3 separate regions of the Mus musculus genome follow, and all the other regions are linked to region 1. A link is a contact called in public HiCAR-type and HiChIP or PLAC-seq data. All regions are on one chromosome and are shown on one strand. The core of a region is the stretch at or near the end of the contact, and the rest is flanking DNA. Distances in the headings are between cores, read along the strand shown. Region 1 has its middle 79 kb from the start of Gm35935. Region 2 has its middle 33 kb from the start of Gm46089. Region 3 has its middle 74 kb from the start of Tmem182.

What was found. HiCAR-type assays count read pairs that join an accessible place to other places. HiChIP or PLAC-seq counts read pairs in DNA pulled down with a chosen protein or histone mark.
Region 2: a contact with region 1 is called in a HiCAR-type map of astrocytes, with 3 times the contacts expected there. The contact joins two enhancer-like sites. A contact is called at or near these places in 2 of 115 datasets of contacts at active chromatin or transcription factors (astrocytes and stem cell-derived neural progenitor cells) and 1 of 9 other capture datasets (embryonic tail).
Region 3: an H3K27ac HiChIP or PLAC-seq map of stem cell-derived neural progenitor cells shows a contact between it and region 1, with 6 times the contacts expected there. The contact joins two enhancer-like sites. A contact is called at or near these places in 2 of 484 Hi-C or Micro-C datasets (neural progenitor cells and stem cell-derived neural stem cells) and 2 of 115 datasets of contacts at active chromatin or transcription factors (astrocytes and stem cell-derived neural progenitor cells).

What each region holds. Positions count from the first base shown.
Region 1 is chr1:41,651,532-41,654,217 of GRCm38.p6, reverse strand. No RefSeq gene overlaps it. Among named protein-coding and RNA genes, the nearest start is that of Gm35935, 79 kb to the right of the region's middle. Within about 2 kb of position 1,372, at least 64 of the 459 cell types and tissues checked have an H3K27ac peak or open chromatin away from gene starts, as enhancers often do. A contact at or near this core is called in astrocytes and stem cell-derived neural progenitor cells, where this site is marked.
Region 2 is chr1:42,539,007-42,541,692 of GRCm38.p6, reverse strand. No RefSeq gene overlaps it. Among named protein-coding and RNA genes, the nearest start is that of Gm46089, 33 kb to the left of the region's middle. Within about 2 kb of position 1,317, at least 59 of the 459 cell types and tissues checked have an H3K27ac peak or open chromatin away from gene starts, as enhancers often do. A contact at or near this core is called in astrocytes and stem cell-derived neural progenitor cells, where this site is marked.
Region 3 is chr1:40,877,919-40,880,604 of GRCm38.p6, reverse strand. No RefSeq gene overlaps it. Among named protein-coding and RNA genes, the nearest start is that of Tmem182, 74 kb to the right of the region's middle. Within about 2 kb of position 1,369, at least 10 of the 459 cell types and tissues checked have an H3K27ac peak or open chromatin away from gene starts, as enhancers often do. A contact at or near this core is called in stem cell-derived neural progenitor cells, where this site is marked.

The DNA.
Region 1 (2,686 bases), core at 123-2,622:
AATATCTAATAAAATTTAATAACTGTTGAATGGTTATCGGGAAGTCATAAGACATCTCAGTCAGTCTTCTTCCTGAATAGAGGACAGTTGATAATCATATGATCTGTCTTTTCTTTTTAATTTTTGCCACGAAAGGTCTAAATAGACCATCGTGAATACATGGAATTAAGATCTTTTTGTCTTTTCGGGTGCCAATAGACCTGATAAAAATTAAATACATTAAGAGGGAACAAAAATTACCTTAACATTAATTTTAATTATTACTGGTCATTTCAGATTTTTTATTGCATTTCACTCACTTGGTGACTGTATTTTCTTATTTTTGGTACAAATGTAATCATTATTCTATTATCATATGAAGAACAGCAACTCACCTTTCCCTGTACAAATGATCTTTTTATTCTGCTTTTTACAGAAAGAATTATTTAGGGATCTGAAATTATCTGACACAAAATGTCTCCTTGGAATTTTTATAAAAAGTAAAAATATGTCTAAAATATTACAGTGTTTATATTCTATTTTACATGGCTAAGCTTTTTAGATATTCTCATGAAGGTGGAGCTTGATGCATTTTCTAATATCAATCATTGATAATTTTAATCTGACATATTATTAGTAGTTAAAACCTGATCCTTCTGCATTGAACAAGACCACAATTTCTATTGATTCACTAAAACTAACCAAATCTGCTAATACCTTCTCTGACAAATAACCTAATTTGTTGTGTATATATCTTGATACTCTCATAAAAAAAATTCAATAATGCTACTGGGACAGAAAGGAACTTTTAGAAAATAAACAACATCCCCGTGTACTGTTCCAGTTTCACCAAAGTGTTTGTGGCAAAGCTGTACTTGTTTGCTTATAGATCTCCCCCTCCTCGTCCACTTTCACTATCAGCTTTGAAAATTCAAAAAGCTCTGTTCCATGATCCCATATTGGCTAGGCTCCAAAGGAAAGCAATGTTTCACTTGTAAATACCCATGACATGACTCTGTCTGATAGGAAGACCTGCGAATCTCTGCTACATCCAGCAAGTCTGTGTTCTGTGCTTTCCAGACAAAAAATTTGTAATTCATATTTCCTTAGGCCAGAATTCTGAAATGAATGCCCAAAAGGGATGTTATTTGTATAAGAGGTACTTGCAAATATGCCGTCAGTTCTCCTTTGAGTAGGGCTCTTCTGTCTTAGACCAGACTCTTTGTCAAAGGGGACCCTGTCACTTGTCCTGGTAGTTAAAATGTAGAAACAAAATCTCTCCTTGGACTGAGTCTTCACATTTTGAAAAATTGCCACAGCGAATTCCCCAGCCTGCCAACTTGGCAGATCCTGAGCTTGAAGCTGGAGGCAAGCCAGGCATCAATGGCACATTCCAAACCCCTGAGTCAGCACCAGGGCTGCCATTTTCTGTCTCATGTGCAGGAAGGCATGCCACTCGTGTCGTGAGCCAAGCCCGCATCTCCATTGTGAAACCCAGACAACTTTCACATTGTGACTCTGTAACCTAGAAAAGGGAATACAGGAAATGGGTGAGTTTTAATCAGTTCTGATATGGGAGAACTCCTTAAGTTGGATGCATTTGAACTCCTCCGTTTTTCCAGAAAGTGAGCTAGAAGTCTGAATAATTTTTTTTTTTTGGCTTAAGTTGTAAAACACAGGTCCTGACCCCTTGTCGTCATTAAAGATCCCATGGGCTCTTTTCAAAGGACTAAGGGGGATTAACCTTTCTGTTCTGGCTAAATTCCTAATTGGATAATTACATTCTGCCTCCCTAAATTATCCCTGTAGCTCCAATTGGATATGGAATTTTCACTTCCTGTCATAAAAGGTTGTGGGGTGTTAGGACATTTCACCCTGGGGGTGATGCCAATTAAGTCGTTAGTGAGGTGAAATCTGTATGAGGTTTGTCTTTCTTTTTACCATCCCTTTCCCCACCTCCTTATTTGGAGTTTAAAATGTGTGGAAATCACTCAGTCATTCATAATGAAAGGGATGTCATACGTTAGCAATGCTGCTTATCGTCACCTTATTTCTAAGAATATAATAAAAGCAGTCAATAATTGATAAGCGTCTGCGGGAGCACTATCATTCCACTGAACAAAAGCATTGTTTGAGATGCTGCTGTCCAAACCCACGAGGAAAGGGTTTCTGAGGCAAGTTCACACACACGGGTATTTTTGTTCGCGAAGTCTGGGGCGGCTCCCGGAGACTGTTCAGAGCCTTTGTGGATTGTTGGCTCAGCATTCACTGAAACATTTAGGCCCAGGGCCAGGGCCAAGGGGAGCCAGTGTCTCTCCTGCATATGGATGTGGGCATTAACTGCATTAATGGTGGGTAGATTACACATGCTCTTGGTTTGGAAAGTAAAGGTCACACATCAGTCTCTTCAGCTGTATTTATCCACACTGAAAATCATGGCCCATAGAATCACCCTTGAACCTCAAAAGTAACACAGCCAGCAATACCCTATACTTACCCAGAGGTGAAGAAAAATTAACAGCCGGCTTGGACTCCTTATTTATTTATGCTTTTGCTGTTAGATTGGTCAAAAAGAGCTTTTGTGGATCAACTATAATCATGTGTATAGTTTGAAATAGGTTGTTTCACTCAAAGATACTACAATGGGTTTTCTAGTTCTATCACAGGACATGTGATTTCATTCTTTAGAAACAGCTGTTTAATGGTT
Region 2 (2,686 bases), core at 68-2,567, 890 kb before region 1:
ATGACCCTTGCCACCAGAATGTAGCCTTCCACCTGAACCGTATGAGTAACAGGTCTTATTCTCTCTCTGTCTCTCTCTGTGTTTCCCTGTCTCTCTGTCTCTGTCTCCATCTCTCTCTCTCCTTCTCTCCCCCCCCCCTGTCTCATTTTCTGTCCCCCCCCACCCCCACCCATGCCTTTCTCTCTGCATGTTCTCACAGTGAAAATAACACACGTATAATACGCCAACCTTGCGAGAACACAAACTGCCGGGGAACATTACCTTCTGGGCTGTGGCGGATTCATGAGTTCCCACCAGCTGCTTGGCTCTGTCCAGACATGTTCCAGTGATCACCCTGTTAAGACTGGCAATTAAACAGAGTGTTATAGCTAGGAGACCCCAAATTTGATTCTATCCTTCTTTCCTCTTTGCAGAACTCAATTTGATTTTTTTTTCCTCCTGTGCAGAGAAAAGTATGCATGGGTCGTTGATGGGAGTATGCGTATAACCCTGACACAGGGAAACAAAAGTGCCAGCCCTGTATAATAAAATACAGATTCCCTACCATAGAAGAAAATGAATTTTACAAAGGTGCAAATCCCCCATAGTCACTTCAAAGAACTGTGTGGTGGAAAATACACCTACTTCTTGCTATATTTCAACTGTCTTGTCTGTTAGAATGGCACAAGAGCTTCCTGGTTGGTTAACCTTTAAATATATAGAGAGATGGAATGTTGGTCTCATCTGAAGAAAGGAAAAGTCCAGATTAGTAAATATGAAAATCTTGCAGGTGTACAGTATGCTATAAAGGTGAAACTACAAGAAACATCTACAAAGTGTTGTTAGAGAAAAAGGAATATTGACAAAGAGCATTATACAATTATTTAAGACAATGCTCTGCGTGCTGAGAGAGAAAATGTGTCTTAATGTAGGACTGTTGGGATACACAGATTGTCAGGGGAGCTGAAAATAGTGCAGGGATGACCAAAGTTGAACGACCTAATGACTCGTGACATCTCTCCTTAAAAATAAATCCGATGGTGACAGAGGAATAACACATTAAAAAAAAAATTCCTCACCCGACCCGCAACCGGATTTCACATTATTAGTGCGGGCAAGTAAATTTTATGTGATGGTTTGTTGTATTTAAAGACAGTGTAAAACTCTCATTGCAAACAGTTGTTTACAGTGCGTTTTTCAGTACCGAGCTGTTTTAAAGCTCAATTGTGCATTTTGCAGATAAAGTGGGAAAACTAACTGAAGGCTGTATTGTAAGCAGCGGTTGCCGTGGAAACCCCAGTTTCAAGAGCTGGTTCTCCATTACCACTTAATTTAGGCTTCCTAATTGCATTCCACTAAATCGGCAGCGACAATATCTGCAGAGCAAAACTGCATGCCCAGTCTAGCGCAAACCTCTTTGAAACAGGCTTTTTGAAAGCCAGGAGCTATAAAAACTCAGCATGACGCGGGGCATATGAGAAACCTGTAGTTCAAATGTACCACTGCCTGCTTTCCAGTCCTTGGTAACTTCAGTGCGCTCCACACCAATCTATTAGTTCAGTCTACCTTAAAGATCATAAAGTTCTGTCATGTGGAAACTCATCTGTCCAGCAACACATTGGTGCAAAATAGATTTAATTGTACTCCCGGCTCGGTATCATGTCCATTTCATTTTACTACACACCAGCAGGTAGCCGGCACGCAGCCTCACTTCCCTTGAACTGCCATTGCTCTACAATGTGAAGAGAACAATACTTTCTCAGTCTAAAGTATTTGCCACTGTTGGGCTGAGTAGAGAGCTAGACCGCCCATATGTGACCTGAAGAAGAGGTTTGTCAGAACCACTAGACATAAAAGCGTTCCAATTATCGACCACACTGCCTTGCTAGAGGCAACTAATATGATAGTGTGAGCGACTGCGCTAGTGAGGAGCCCCTTCATCACTGTCAGATTACCACTCCAGTGAAACTCTTGTAAATCAGTCACATTATGCTACTGGTGGAAAAATAAACACAGACCTATTGTGCTCCGGATTCTGGAGGGCTCTCGGCAAACGGAGTTACACCGGACGGATGCCCTATTTGTCTGAATTTTTGTCATGTTTAGTATTTGGTGATTACTAACGTGGGAAGCGTTGGCAAGATTGAAGTTACCAACTGCGTTGAGATTCTGCAAGGGAAGCCTTGGCCTTTGGTGGCCAAGGAACAGGACAGCCTGGCTTTCTGGCAGGATGGGGGAGGAGGGTCCGGGTGTTGGGGGGGGGGGGGCTTGTGTGTGAGCGTCCAGTGGGAGAGGAAGCTGCTGACCCTTGATTGACAACAAAATCCCACAATTCTCGTTTTCTCTTTAAACAACGGATGCTTTCAAGCAAAATGCCTCACTATCTCGGAGCACAGGACTTCGTGCCAATCCTCCGCACAGCTCATCATTTCCTCGCTTGGGTCCTGAGGATTTGGCATCTATATTAGAGGCAAAGAGACTCTTTTGCTCCTAAGAGACAAGTAAATAACTACAGCGTTTTATCCTCTCCCTGGCGTCGGTACACGTTGCTAACGCCGCCCAGGAGCGGCTGCCAAGCGCTCCGCTATTGTCTCCTATCTCCCAAGGTTTTGAATGCCCTTGCCCTCCCAACTGCGGCTCTTCTGTGGGAATGAATGAGGCTTTTTCCAGGACAAGATTTTATGAATGAGACAGACTGTGTATTACA
Region 3 (2,686 bases), core at 120-2,619, 770 kb after region 1:
CCCGGACTTTGGGTCCTTAGGGGCTGGGCACAGGCTCTACCCACATTCCAGACAGAAAGTCCTCAAAGGAAGCCCATGGTCCAGTGGCCAGGACTCTCAGGCTCTGAGCCCTGGTCTGCCTGCTGTAGTTAATTGTGTCCCCGGCACGGCCTTCCTGATACCCCGTTTGTTTCTCTGTGGATCTCCAGGATTCTTGGCTTAATAACAACCTAAAACGGAGAGGCCCCCAGCATGACCGAGAAGGCGACGACTTCTGCAGAAAGTGCCAAAATGTTTTAGAAATAAATGGCAGAAAACAAGAGTCTCACGGATTTTCACCAGGCAGCATAGTAATTTGTGTGATGTATTTTTAACTGTGGAGATTGATGGAGAAACCACTTAACTATAATGTGAACTGGAGATTGTCAGCTCTGCAGTTCATGCTGTGGCAAATAGAGAGGTGCGTGTGTGCACGTGCACACACACACACACACACACACACACGCACACACGAGCACATACACGCGCACACACACACATGTGCACACACGCGCACACACACACATGTGCACACACGCGCACACACACACATGCGCACACATGCACACACACACCAGTGAGAAATGTGTGTGGGCCAGTAAGAAGTGTGTATGTTTGTGTGTGGGGGCCAGTGAGAAGCATGTGTGTGTGTGAGTGTGCCAGTGAGAAGCATGTGTGTGTGTGTGTGTGTGTGTGTGTGTGTGTGTGTGTGCCCCAAATCAGCTCTTATTTGAGTCCTAACTCCCCATGTTTCCGGGAACTTTCTGTTGTTTAGAGCGATCTTGTTTCTGAGGGAAAGAATCTGGGCAGCCTATGAACTCTCTTAAGCCAGTGTCCCGCCACTTCTCCTTTTTCCTTCTTGGCTGTCTTGTTTTTTGTTTTAGCAGACATTCTGGTGTAGGGACAGCTTGAGACTCAGGATCTCTCCAAAACTGCACCTGAAAAACATTTATCAGACTCACTAATCCTGTGCTAACCTGAGTTCCTGCTCTACTTCTCCGAAGGGAGCCTTTGGAGAACCGGCGAGACTTTCCCAAGCCTGGATTGCTACATGGAGAGTCACATAGGAACAACTACCCTCTCAGTTCTCCTCAGGATGAAGCTGAGCTTTTAGTGCAGTCGGGAAAACAGACCCTAACAGCCCTGTAAACACTGAGGCATCCACCTTTCCGAAGCTTTCCAAGGATATAAATCTCTTTCTCTGGCCTCCTCTTCCTCACACTCCCTTCTGCCCTATTTCCTGTTCGGCCAGACCTCAATCATCTTTAGAAATGGGCTCAAAAGACTTGAAATGTCCCTGGTTTTCCAAAGGAATGATTTCCTCATGGGTACATCGCGCCGCCTTGTGGCAATTTTAAAAGTTGCAGCCCGAGTTTATAATTTTTAAAGCTATAGGTCCATAGCTTTCTTCTCATGGCTCATCAATAGCTACAAGGCTCGTCAATAGCTACAAGGCTCATCAATAGCTAGCTGTCACCGTGGACTGATACCAATCCCAGCGCCATGACTGATTTTCATCAAAATAAATTTGTTTTGACTTGTTCTGAGAGGCCAAAACCTACTCTATCTTGGAACTGGCCTCCATCTTAAAAGAAAAAGAAAAAGAAAAAGGAAAAAGAAAAAGAGCCTGAGAACTTGACCCCCAGATGAACCCAAGCTGCACCCAAGTACCAGGAAGGACTCCACATCTTGTTCTTGGCCAGAGTCACTCCCTAGCTACTTCCTAGCAACAGTTAATAAAAGATCAGTCTGATTGTTTCAGATGTACTATCAGACTGATTGTTCATGGTCTTGCTTTAGACCACCCACCTTATAATAGTCATGCTATTAAATACTTGCCAGGATGGACCCCACCTCCACCCCCTCACTTGCTCCCATTTCCCTATAAAACTTTGTCCTGATGAGAGCCCGTGGCTGCTTCATCAAACTATCCAGTGGGTCAGCAGTGTGTAAGCCCAAACTCAGGTTTCCAATAAGGAGACCCTAATGTGATTACATCGGAAAAGGCTCCTTGGTGGTCTTTTGGGTTCACGAAAGAAGTACTTCCTGGCACAACAGTTCCGGTTTGCAAGTTCCTTGTGGATCTTTCTTTGGCCCAGACACCTCTCTCTTCCTGGTTTGTTGCCAGAAAGGCATCAGCAAGTCTCCAGTGTCTTGTGCGTCTGTGTTGTGACTTCAGTCAGCTTCAGAAGTCCATGCTGAGATAAGCCTGCCCTTGCAATCTGTCAAGTAGGCTCACATAGCTCTCTAACGTGAGCAGCTATGCCCTCCTCCTAGGACAGGTTAGAGACTGGACGGAGTTCTCCTTGTAGTATTCACACCGAGGCCTGCCACTTCCTGTGTGAGTCATGTCTATACCTATGTTCTCATGGCTCTCCAATAAAAGAACCGTTGTGCAAATGAATTTTGGAAATGTATTACAGGTCCCCAGGAACAGTAAAAAAACGTCATAGACATTTAAGACAGCTTGATTTAATCATTCCACAATCCTTCCCACCGTGTCATATGTGTTTGTGTGTGTGTGTGTGTGTGTGTGTGTGTGTATGAAATCATTGCTTGTCAACTAAAGAGGGAAAAGATAACTTAACCGAAGCCTTCAGAACCAGGACCACATGAAGACACGACAGGTGGGGAGGTCAGTTCTGATCCAGATGACTCAACAGTGCGA